Linked DNA regions of Zea mays: all the other regions are linked to region 2. A link is a contact called in public Hi-C data. All regions are on one chromosome and are shown on one strand. The core of a region is the stretch at or near the end of the contact, and the rest is flanking DNA. Distances in the headings are between cores, read along the strand shown.

Region 1 (4,415 bases), core at 375-2,874, 150 kb before region 2:
TCTGCTTCGTCGCCAAAGGTCCTGTAAGAAGAAACACCTTCGGAAGATCAACACAGAAGTAACGCCGAAGCTACCATCCAGGGAGCTTCGGCATAGCGACGTGCCTTGAGACGAAGGGTTGCACCGACTTAAAAAGGAAAAGACCGATCGACCCATGATAATTTGTGTCATGATTGTAACTAGTTGTAAAGGACATAAATGTAATTTTGACCGGGCTGCGTCCCGTGCCTATAAATAGGTGAACAGTACCCCCGTACTGTTCATGTTGACTTGTATTCGCTCGTGCGTCACACTTGTATTTTTACCTTCTGTTAAGCCGAAGGTACGAATGTAATTCAATATTATTTTTATTTATGATGATATAATGAAGATATGTTAATAATATCATATGATTATTAATGTTATTTCTCATGTTTCATATGCTTTGTCTTTCATTAATACATACTGAGATGATGAAAGTACGTTCTTCATGACCTTCGTCCGAAGATCGTTATATCTTAAGGGAAATAATGTTTCGAAGGACAAAGAACTTTAACTATTAATATCTTTTTTGTGTTGTCTTGTTCTTAATTTATAGCATTTGAGAATAAGTCCCAACAACTCCGTAGGCGGGGCCCCTTCATGAAAGAGGCAACTCGACATTAATGCATCCATCTTACAGTCATGAAATGTCTCCATGATGTACACCTCACTCTGTATCACACATCTATCAGATAGGATCGATTAGATACGTACTGGCGCTGGCTGATAGGTTATTATGTATATAGGCTTACGTACCAATAGGATCTCGTGTCAGGATCATCGAAATCGACTATCTTCCACGTATTTGTCCTGTCATCTACAGTAGCGTCACTACAGGAAAACGACCAGTTTCCGACGGCCTAAACCGTCGGAAATAAGTCCTGAACCGTCGGAAGTAGTTACTTCCGACGGCTTAAGACGGGTCCCGTCGGAAGTAACGCCGTAGGGCCGTCGGAAATAGCTCTATTTCCGACGGTACCCTAAGAACCGTCGGAAATAGCGTTGGCCGTCGGAAAAATTGCGTTTTCCTGTAGTGCGTCCTGCGTCCATCAAACCAGGGTGCTTACGTTCCCACATATCTGAACCCAGTTTAGCACATGAACACTAATTTCACGTGATCCAATTCCATTTCAGCCATAACTAACTAACTAACTAACTAACTAACACTCGTCCGTTGGAAGTTGGAACATGTAACCAGGAAATGAAGCACCTAACCCCCTTCAACCGGGCATGAACTTTGAGTTAGTTCAAATTCCTTGACATTTCGAGGGATTGTGCCATGCATGTGTACCTAGTAATCTGTGTTTATACGAACAAACCTCCATCGATGTTATGCAACGTTTTTCACGTGCAGGATCATCAAACAAACCAAACCAGCTTAACTACTACTCTTGTGTGTACTGAAACGATTTTTTTTTTGTGTGTGTGTGTGTGAACATTTGTAGTACTGGATTTGCAAGTCTCCCAGCCCAAGGCGGATGGTAATTGTAATTGACGTGAGGCGAGAGACGCGGTCAAGAGGGAACCGGCTGTACCTGTACGTGTTGGGTTGGTCTCCGTCGCACGGCTCTGATGGAGACCCGTCTCTATTTCGCACCGGCTGGGCTGGTTGCAGCGACGTGCGTGCAGCGGAGGGAGCAGTCATCAAAGTAAAGGTGGTGGTGAAAGGCTTCTCCACGGTCACTCGTTCGATCTTGCTTAGCTCCTTTTTATCGAGTGACAATTCTAGAAGGATCGATAGTGGAAGCCGAACTGAAGCTCCTCCTCACCGGTCTTGGTCGCTGCAACCGATTTCTCGAGAAGAATCTGCCGGGTTAATTTTTCTAGAAGGATCTGCGATGTGGAGTGGGACGGGGCACTGAAGAACAACTCAACAACAAGTTTACTTCGACGAAATTTAGACCCTCTTCCATCTGTTCGACATATATATACCTGGGAGGGGACATCGAATCAGTTCAGTCAGCTATCCTTTTTAGGAAGGGTTCCTTCGGCTTCCCAGAGGAACTAGACCCATATGGCCATATGGTACACACCGGCTCAACTAGCTGAAAATAAGCACTATAAAGAGTAGGAACAAAGAGAGGCGGGCATCATGGAAAAAATATTCTGAACACCACGGATTCTTCTTGTTCATCTTTTACCTCAAGCTCCTCTACTCCCTCTACATCTAGGTCTAGCTGTCTTTCTTCCCGCACTGTTCTCTCTGAATTTCCCATTTTACTAAAGAATACAACTCCTGGCTTCCCTTTTGCTGTCCGATCACAATCCCTTCATTTGTGTTAACATATAGATTCTCGGAATTCAGATACGACACGAAATTTAAGATAAATCTGTTTATCTCAGCTCGTGGAGAGACGGGCGCGGATCACCTGACTTAGACGTTTTTACTGTAACCGTTCCTTGCATCCAACGGTTGAGCTGTCTACCACACCAAAACAATAAAAAAAAAAAATAGACACACAGACGCATAGTCAGTCTTGGATAGAGAACAGACGCTACTGCTCTGTTTTGCTGCTGCTTTCTCTTATCTCATATGGAAATTCTCTGGTACCGATGGCTAAATTCATGCATAAGTTCTTGAGTTATTGCCCCATATGTTACAAAATAAAAAAGCATCAACAATTAGCTAACACCTTCGTTACAACGCATGATCCAAAATTACTACTCTTAAATATGACCTTCATCACGCCAACAGTTCTTCAGCATTAAGATGAATACTTGAACTCTGAAAAAAGACGAAAATAGTAAGTCAATGCTCTGTATATTAACATCAATTTACAAATGTAGCATAAAAAAGATTACCGTTAATAGTTGTGTCAAGGAGATGATGACAGGATATTCTCCTAAATCTTTCCTGCTGTTCCAAAATGCACTTTTCGGCTGGTGCTTGCGTTTGCACGTCATTTTGTATCTATAAAGAGAACAAAAAAAATGACTCTGGTAAATTTGGCAGTGAAAATAATACACTTTCTAGCTTTTAGTCAGCAACAACAAAACCACTGATTTCCCTACTCCTGATTTCTAATAAACTCTTCATACAATCCAATATATCTAAACTTTGTATATCCTATTCACTAGAACCTCTCAAGACACGGTTCATTTATATGAGTTGTATGAGTAGAACCGTATCTAGACTTAGAGAACCGTGCTAGAGACGTTCCTTCACCAACATACGCCTCTTATGTCTTTTTGCACTTACCCATCTAATACCCATTAAGATACGGGTCATTTATGTGAGTTGTACATGCCCTATATGGGTTGTGTTCCTGTTTCCAGTATTTCGGTCCATTGGAGTCCATGAATTTTTGCTAAGGAGGCAGGAGCGTTGGATGTCGGGAACGGTGGATGCAGCTATTCTGCAAGCCGGTGCAGCAAAAACGCATAAGTCTGACGATCCGCGTCCTAGAGAGACTGAGATTCTGAGCACAAAATACAATACAAAATTCAAAAATTGTTTAGCTAACAATAAGCGGGAGTCTTTCTAAATGTCAATCACTAAATTATCATTTAAAGAGCCATTTGCATTAAAACCACTTTCTATATATTTTGAAATTTAAACAGTCTTTCTATATCTTATTTGCACTCTAAAGAGTCATTCACGTTTTCTATATTTGGTTAGCGAGAAACCTGTAACAGAAGATGGCTATATTTAGATAGCTATATAGATAAGCCGTCGATGGTATTTTTATACAAAAATCTATATCTTTTAGATTAGGAAGGATATAGAGTCGCTTCGAGTTGCTCTACGTTTCAAACAAATAACACAGTTTGTGGTATCGTATGCATTTCAAACAAATAAACACCCCCATTGGAAATAAACCAATAGGAATAGGGAAATGGTTACTAGTTTGTGCTACCTTGCCTTGTCCTTCCAAGGATCACCTTTTATCGCATACACAGGCACACAACTAGTCATCTAGGAACCATACAAGTAGAGGTGGAAACAAGTTGAGCTGAGCTCGACTCACCCATCTGGCGAGCTTGCAAGAGAGGCTCGGCTCGGCTCGCTCTTGGCTCACGAGCCGGCTCGCCGAGCCAACAAGCCTACCCATAAATGTAGATCTGCTCTCTAAATTATAATATAAAATCTTAAAAATATTTTAAATTAGTAAAATAGATATATCACTAATATAATATAGATAATATATTAATTTTTATAGTAATCTCAAATAACATAAATTAATTATCAACTCGGTACTAATATTATATGCTAACTATGATTTTATGTAACATATTGTTGTTTGGTCGAGCCACGAGCTAGCTCGCGAGCTGGCTCGCTCTTTTCACGAGCCATAAAAACAGGCTCGACTCGGGCTCGTTCTGAACGTCGAGTCGGTCCGAGTCAAACCGAGCTACTACGAGCCCAAGATAGCTCGTCGAGCTCGAGCTTTTTT
Region 2 (4,410 bases), core at 241-2,740:
TTAGCCATGACAATCTCCCCAAACTGCGAAAACAGACTGACTAAACCTGCATCGTCCATTGTAGGTGGCAGGTATCCAATATAAAGATTTGTCTCGTCATAATCTTTCTTGATACCATTGAGCCCAGTGGAAGCGGCACCACCACCGGCCGACCAAGGCGGGTTACTCCCAGTTCCAGTAGAAGCACCACCGCTACCACCACTTCCTGTAAGAGCCAACATCGGACCACCAGATTTGTTCATGGACTCAGGTGCACTCCCACCACCAAGCTCAGCCAGGAAGTTCTGGTATTCATCATCCATCTTCTTCCCAGAAGTGCCCTTGACCGGACAATCAATAGTTGGGTGCCCACCGTCCCCGCAGATCTTGCACTGAACATCACTCTTAAATGTGTTCATCTTGTTGGGGCAAGCATACTGCCTGTGACCAGCCTCACCACATGTCCTACAAAATTCATCGTCCCTAATTGTTCCATTAAGCGCGGCAAGCTCCCGGAGCTGCTGCCGCTTGTGCTCATTGAGCACCTCATCCACCGGGGTGAGCAGCTTCTCCACCATACCAGCAGCTGCATCCAGTGCCTCCTGTGTATCTGCCTCAACAAGCACGTGGAGGTCTTCGTTCTCGCTGGGATCTGGCTTGAGGTCCCTCTTCTGGAGCAGCTTCCCTTCCTTGACACTACCCTTCCCCCTGATGACAATCTTGGCACCAGTCTCCTTCTCCATGCGCTTCTGCGTGTTGCCACGAGGGCCAATGATGAGGCCGATAAAGTTGTAGCCTGGGTACTCCTTCATGGGGATGTAGAGCTTCTTCTGGAGCTTGGGTGGGCGGTAGTCGGAGGGGGGCTTGAAGGCGGGGTTGCGGCGGATAAGCTGCGAGATGATCTCCTGCCTCTCGCGGTTGAGGCGCTCCCTAGCGCGGTATTCGCGGGTGTTGATGCGGATGCCGAGGTTGTCGTAGACAGGCTCAGGGGAGGGCGAGCGCGCCCCCTCGGGGCGATCGTCGAGCGGGAGGCCCGATTGCAGCAGACGCGAGATCTCGAGGAGGCGCGCGTTTAGGGCGTGCACCTCGGGGTCCATCTCGGCGGCGAAGTCCTTCATGAAGTCCGGGAGCGCGATCGCCGGGCGCGGCTCCTCCTCGGCCCACCGCGTCTTGCGCTTCCGGCCCCCGGTCCCGCCCTCGCCGCCGGAGTTGTTGGCGGCGGAGTCGTCGTTAGACTGCTCCCAGCGGGAGCGGCGGCGGCGGCGGGATGAGTCTCCGGCGCCCGCGCCGGAGCCATCGATGTTGTGGTGGGGCTCGGAAGAGTCGGCGCGGGTCAGGTCGGAAGAGGGCTCGCGTGAGGGGGAGCGGGCTAGGGTTTCGGCGGAAGCCATGGTTGCGGCTGCGCTGTGGTGATGTGGGGAGAGCCGTCTCGAATTGGACTCGCTCTGTTTTCTGAAGGGAAAAGATCAATGGAGAATTAGGGGTTTCGGGGATGCGTGCGCTCAGCGTTCTAGTGCACCTGTAACTGTAAAGACGGTTGTGTTCGGATCGGACTGGACTCTCGGTAATAGTCAGGCTGTTAATTTGTTGGCCAGATGCAGCCTTTTTCTAAATGGGCCATGAGCAATTGGCTTTATTTGGCACAGCTGATGCTTATTGAAAAAGCAGTTTATTTGATAAGCTGTTAAAAATCAGCTTCTGTTTATTGACTGCTTTTAGTTTATTTTGAGAAGTTGCTGAACTAATAAGCTGGTATAGAAGCTGTCTGTTTAATAAAATTTCTGCTTAAATTTGTGAAAAAAGCTTAAAATAGACTGTGCCAAACAAAGCCTATGTTTCTTTTCACGATTCCAGAACCTATACAGTCCATGTGATCTTTACCTAGCATAGCATCTTCAACAGTTCCTTACATCCCAAAAACACGTTTTACAAACAAAAAAAAAGGCCTCTAACGGTTCGTATTTGTGCTCCCTTTCTTGCCATGCTCCCAAAATACTAGAGATTGATCTGGATACTTATTCAAATGTTATTTTTTTTCTTCTTTCGTCGATTGTAAATATATAACATATAATTTGTTATGTAAATTTATATTCTTATTTTTATTTTTAGCATTGAGTCTATTAATATTCATCAAAAGTAAATCTCAAATTCCTTCTCAATCTAAATAATTGATATAAAATTTAGATATCTATCGAAATACGGATTCAGATGTTTTTTCATCTTTTTGTTGCAGGGGTAAAATAATGCACACAAAAATTATATAAACTTTTATTCTTATACTTCATAATATTCTTAATATCATGACTAAAAATTAGTTTTAAATTCTGAAAGGGAATTAGGCTTACACCTAGTCCCTAATTAATTTTGGTGGTTGAATTGCCCAACACAAATAATTGGACTAACTAGTTTGCCCAAGTGTATAGAATATACAGGTGTAAAAGGTTCACACTCAGCCAATAAAAAGACCAAGTTTTGGATTCAACAAAGGAGCAAAGGGGCAACCGAAGGCACCCCTGGTCTGGCGCACCGGACTGTCCGGTGTGCCACCAGACATGTCCGGTGCACCAGGGGGACTCAGACTCAAACTCGCCACCTTCGGGAATTCCCAGAGGCGACTCGGCTATAATTCACCGGACTGTCCGGTGTACACCGGACAGTGTCCGGTGCGCCAAGGGAGGTCGGCCTCAGGAACTCGCCAGCTTCGGGAAACTCCAACGGCTAGTCCACTATAATTCACCGGACTGTCCGGTGTGCACCGGACTGTCCGGTGTGCACCGGACTGTCCGGTGTGCACTGGACTGTCCGGTGCGACTCCGGAGCAACAGCTACCTCCGCGCCAACGGCTCTCTGCGGTGCAATAAATGCGCGCGCAGCGCGCACAGATGGCAGGCGTGCCCATACTGGCACACTGGACAAGGAACAGTAGCTGTCCGGCGTGCACCGGACATCCTGGAGGGCCCACAAGTCAGAAGTTCCAACGGTCAGAATCCAACGGCAGTGATGACGTGGCAGGGGGCACCGGACTGTCCGGTGTGCACCGGACTGTCCGGTGCGCCATCGAGCAGACAACCTTCCAACGGCCACTTTTGGTGGTTGGGGCTATAAATACCCCAACCACCCCACCATTCATTGCATCCAAGTTTTTCACTTCCCAACTACTACAAGAGCTCTAGCATTCAATTCTAGACACACCAAAGAGATCAAATCCTCTCCAATTCCACACAAAGCCCTAGTGACAAGTGAGAGTGATTTATCGTGTTCATTTGAGCTCTTGCGCTTGGATTGCTTTCTCTCTTTCATTCTTTCTTGTGTTCATACTCACTTGTAACCAAGGCAAGAGACACCAATTGTGTGGTGGTCCTTGCGGGGAGGTTTTGCTCCCGGTTGATTTGAGAAGAGAAAGCTCACTCGGTCCGAGGGACCGTTTGAGAGAGGGAAAGGGTTGAAAAAGACCCGGCCTTTGTGGCCTCCTCAACGGGGAGTAGGTTTGAGAGAACCGAACCTCGGTAAAACAAATCCGCGTGTCTCACTTCATTATTCACTTGCGATTTGTTTTCACTCCCTCTCTCGGACTCGATTATATTTCTAACGCTAACCCGGCTTGTAGTTGTGTTTATATTTGTAAATTTCAGTTTCGCCCTATTCACCCCCCCCCCTCTAGGCGACTTTCAATTGGCATCAGAGCCCGGTGCTTCATTAGAGCCTAACCGCTCGAAGTGATGTCGGGAGATCACGCCAAGAAGGAGATGGAGACCGGCGAAAAGCCCACTACAAGCCACGGGAGCACTTCATCGGAAGAGTCCCGCACCAAGAGGAAGGAGAAGAAGAAGGACTCCTCCAAACGAAAGGAGAAAAAGTCTTCCTCTTCTCACCACAAAGAGAAGAAGGAAAAATCTTCTTCCCACAAGCCGCATCAGAAAGGCGACAAGCACAAGAGGATGAGGAAAGTGGTCTACTACGAGACCGACACTTCATCATCATCGACCTCCAACTCCGATGCACCCTCCGTCACTTCTAAGCGCCAAGAGCGCAAGAAGTATAGTAAGATCCCCCTACACTACCCTCGCATTTCCAAACATACACCTTTACTTTCCGTCCCATTAGGCAAACCACCAACTTTTGATGGTGAAGATTACGCTAGGTGGAGCGATTTAATGCGATTTCATCTAACCTCGCTCCACAAAAGTATATGGGATGTTGTTGAGTTTGGTGCACAGGTACCGTCGGTAGGGGATGAGAACTATGATGAGGATGAGGTGGCCCAAATCGAGCACTTCAACTCTCAAGCAACAACAATACTCCTCGCTTCTCTAAGTAGAGAGGAGTATAACAAAGTACAAGGGTTGAAGAGCGCCAAGGAGATTTGGGATGTGCTCAAAACCGCGCACGAGGGAGACGAGCTCACCAAGATCACCAAGCGGGAAACGATCG
Region 3 (4,047 bases), core at 1,166-3,665, 180 kb before region 2:
TCCAAAAGAACTTTTGATCTTTCTTGTTGTAGCATCCATAGGCACCACCGTGATCTGCTTGCTATTGTCATCATGGAGTAAACAAGTGACTTACTACCTCTAGGACCTCCCTCCTGACAAAATTAAAACCCAAATCATTAGTAGACTACTTAGAAATCCATTCCAAAATAGCACCTGTTGCACGTGCTTAGGCCCGACCCTGCTACCCTTACTATGCACTGCTCTAATAATGATTATATATAGTACCATTTCAAATGCACTCACAGCAAAAATGTGTATACTCTTACCAAGTCGCCCTCCTCATGTACTGCTTCCAGGAATCACTCCCTGCTTCTCGTCCACCACCAGCTGCTTTTTCTCCACCAAATGCTCCACCAATTTCAGCACCATTAGTAGGTATGTTCACATTCACTATACCACAATCACTACCATGGGGCCTGCATAATAAGAGAACAAACAGTGAGACTTATTGGCAATCAAAAAATATAACCCAAAGGACCCCACAAAAGATGAGAACTTTTTGCAATAAATATTCAAATTTCAAAATATGTTATATAGGGTTTATTTTGTGGCCGAGTATGGTTAAATGTTTATGACATGTATGGAAACTCCAGCTGAGCTTACTGCTTTACTGGATATTATCAGATTGAATATATGATATTGGCACGCAAAAAAGACATGATTTTTTGTCCTAGAGAAGGGACTAGCTGAATAGTGTGCTGTGTGAATATACCAACCAAAATGAAAAATAGTGAACCGGACTTTCTTAAGATATACCTTGTAAACCAAAATAACTACCATTCAATTAAGCAAAAACTAGAATGCTACCGATGCAGTACCACCAGTCCACCACACTGTCCACACAGGCATCTAATGCAAAAGAGGGATGAGCAATACAGCTCGCATTTGCTTTCCACAAATACAGAGACATCCTTTGTTCAATACTAATTAAATTCTCGATATCATTGAGCTACTTACCCGAGCCACTTAAAAATAATATTTGGCCTCTTTGTAAATATAGAACTGCTCAATCCTTGAGGAACAGAGTTATTGATTTCAATTGCTTCCTTCAAGGTCTGTAGGAAACACAAACCTCATGGATATTAGACACAGTAGTTCTCAATTGTAGAAATTAGAACAGATACAAAATACAAAAAAAAACATAATATTGAACTATATGCTACCTGAAATTTCATAACATAAAGGACAGGACCAAAGAGTTCTTCTTTCACAACTGGTGCAGAACGTGTAATTTCCATAATTGTTGGTTGCACAAAGTTTCCTTCTGATTCAATGGCAGATCCTCCAAAAAGGATTTTCCCTCCCTGAATAAAACATGTCAAATTATATTGTTAGAATTTAACGGCTTACATAAAATAATACTTCCTCCAGGTAAAAATACTTGTCACATTTTACTTCAATGCATATCTTTTTACCATTAATTTCTTAATATCCTTCAAATTTATGCTTGCAATTATTTCGAACAAAGACAGATAACTTACATGCTTCACCTAAATAATTTAGTTACTGATGTTCGTAGTTTTTACGGTTTGACCAAACCTTGTCCAAAACACTTTTTTGTGATCAGAGGGGTACATTTAACTTTGAATACCAATAAGGCAGTAAACTCGGAATAACATGATTCTCATAGCTATTTATATCCAGTGAGATTGTAATGGAGGTTCAAATAATTGTAGGAACCGATAATGTAACACTACTTTTAACCTTCACCTAAGATTTGATAGTCTGAATGCCTTTTAAAAAGTTCTCTTTTGAAGCAGGAGTGTGCAGTGGTCCCAGTAAGGTGCCTTTCTCCAACGGATCCCCAATTCGGACTTGTTTGTATACCTCAACAAGCTGATCAAGGAAGGTTTGATATATATTCTCATGAAGAATCTGTAATAAAATGGGAAAGACAATTAAACAAATTGAAAACGAACCACTATACGGAAAAGAGAAACAAAAGAAAAATACCATACCAGCCTATGACATGTAGTGCAGCGTTGTCCTGCTGTACCAACAGCAGCGAACAAGACAGATCGCACATCTAGCTGGATATCTGCATCATCCATAACAATGGTGGCATTGTTTCCGCTAAGTTCAAGAAGGCATTTACCAAATCTTGCACTAACTTGTTGCTGAACCATTAGACGTGCGTGGCTGGGGACGGGACGGCGGACTGCGCGCGTGTGGCTGGGGAGGAGACTGCGCGCGTGTGGCTGGGGACGGGACGACGGACTGCGCGCGTGGCTGGCTGGGGACGGGACGGCGCGTGGCCGGTCGACTGGGGAGGAGACGACGGCGCGCGGATGGGCTGGGGACGGGACGGCACGCGGCCGCCCGGCTGGGGAGGAGACGACGGCGCGCGGATGGGCTAGGGAGGAGAGGCAGTTAATGGCGGGCAAGGGTGACGGCCGGTTAGGGTTAGGGGAGTGGGGCTGGGCCTTAATGGGCCGATTTGGTTAGGTTTTGTTTTTTTTTCTTTTTTTTATTTCCTTTTCTAATTTAAAATACATTTTTAAATAACCCTAAAATTCATAGTAATTAAACCAAAATTATTTATAAATAAAATATTATTTTTTGGCTAATAATTATTATATTTTTATTTACTAGGATTTTTATTTAAGAAGAAATGTTATTCAATAACCAAAAATCAATCATGGGCAATAAAAAATTATTCCAAATGCAAATACATAACAAACACTTAAAATAAAATTGATTATTATAAATATCATTAATAACTAAATGCATTATTTTTATTTTATGATTTTTATAGTGTTACAATTTTCTTTTCCATAATTCTTTTTTTTTCTTTTCTACAATTCTTTTTTCCTTTACTACAATTTAGCGATCAATGTTTACTTGTTTTAATTAATTTTTAGTCACTAACATATACAGGTACGTTCAGGCTATAGGATTTGATAGTGATCCTTGCTCTATAGCGACCCACCGCTAGTCCCCGACGACATCTATAGCGACCAACCATAAGTTGTTAAATTTCTAGACTTTTAGCGACCAACCGACCGTTGCTACAAAAGGATTTAGCGACTGACAGTTGGTCCCTAACCTTTAGCAACCAACAGTTGGTATCTAATAAGGGTCGCTAAAGATCAACCGTCGTGTCGTCGTGTAGTGATTCTCTATCATACGTTTTATTTTAAAATTCATTATGCAAATAGTATAAGTTGCTTCCAAACATAGTCTTAGACATCTACCTACGTTTATAGCCAAGCTTGTCTGTGATAACGAGCCTATGCGTGGGTTGGGTGGGATTTTGTGTGTGCAATGACGACATATGCTCGTGTCAGGTGTCACCGTGTGGACTGTAGATATCAGGTGGAAACTAGCTGCTTCGTGTTCGTTTGTCTCAGAATTGTTTATATGAAACTATATATATATGAAGCTGCGTCGTGCATGCATGTCGTCTCAGATCGTAATTCAAAAGGTATTCGACGAAATTATATATAGTGTTGGTATGCACGTCAGTACAAGTCGTCTGAAAAACAACGTACTCCGACGACGTTAAGCAGACATATTCCATTTTGAAACAGGGTAGACGTATTCAGTGGCGCGATGTTATTATGCCCTTTTTTTTCTTTATCTACTTTTGACCGTAGCGTCGTTGGTTTTCTAGCAGCCTCTGCAAAAGGAAAATGATGGCCCTTTATTTTATTTTATTTTTTGCTAAGTCTTCGATTTTTTTCCCAGTCCTCCTCCCGTCGAAGCTTCTCACGGGCCTTTTAAAATGGATGTGATTAAGGCAGTTGTTTTAATTAAGCTCAACTTGACAGCGGATCTGGCCTGGCGTGGTGCATCCAGAACCAGAAGAGATGATGCCGTCGTCCACCCATGCAAGCAAGCAAGCAGGAACGACCTGGCCTGCTGCTACCCTGACCGTACCAGATAATAATTAAGGTCTCGCTGAGGTGAGGTGCATTTTGCTTTGAGGACTGGTAGTGTGGTAATAAGAATAGAAAAAGCTTTTTTTAGCTTAATAAGCATAGGGAAAAAAAAGATAATTGCGCTGGTTCGGCCGCAGATGGTGCG

The links. Hi-C and Micro-C count contacts between places; a contact is called where the count stands out from the background.
Region 1: a contact with region 2 is called in a Hi-C map of leaf, with 5 times the contacts expected there. The contact joins the enhancer-like site here to the promoter of LOC103646582 in region 2. A contact is called at or near these places in 2 of 25 Hi-C or Micro-C datasets (ear and leaf).
Region 3: a contact with region 2 is called in a Hi-C map of leaf, with 4 times the contacts expected there. The contact joins the promoter of LOC103646581 here to the promoter of LOC103646582 in region 2. A contact is called at or near these places in 3 of 25 Hi-C or Micro-C datasets (ear and leaf).

The regions. Positions count from the first base shown.
Region 1 is chr2:73,967,262-73,971,676 of Zm-B73-REFERENCE-NAM-5.0, forward strand. No RefSeq gene overlaps it. Among protein-coding and RNA genes, the nearest start is that of LOC103646581, 35 kb to the left of the region's middle. Within about 2 kb of position 1,625, at least 10 of the 20 cell types and tissues checked have an H3K27ac peak or open chromatin away from gene starts, as enhancers often do. A contact at or near this core is called in leaf, where this site is marked.
Region 2 is chr2:74,117,380-74,121,789 of Zm-B73-REFERENCE-NAM-5.0, forward strand. It overlaps LOC103646582 (splicing factor-like protein 1), which reads right to left and starts at 1,491. Exons shown (of 2, transcript XM_020548336.3): 1 at 1-1,491. The coding sequence starts at 1,370.
Region 3 is chr2:73,932,082-73,936,128 of Zm-B73-REFERENCE-NAM-5.0, forward strand. LOC103646581 (aldehyde dehydrogenase family 7 member A1) reads right to left here and starts at 2,416. Exons shown (of 6, transcript XM_035965297.1): 1 at 1,980-2,416; 2 at 1,732-1,896; 3 at 1,185-1,325; 4 at 979-1,076; 5 at 288-437; 6 at 1-113. The coding sequence starts at 1,259. The coding sequence ends at 71.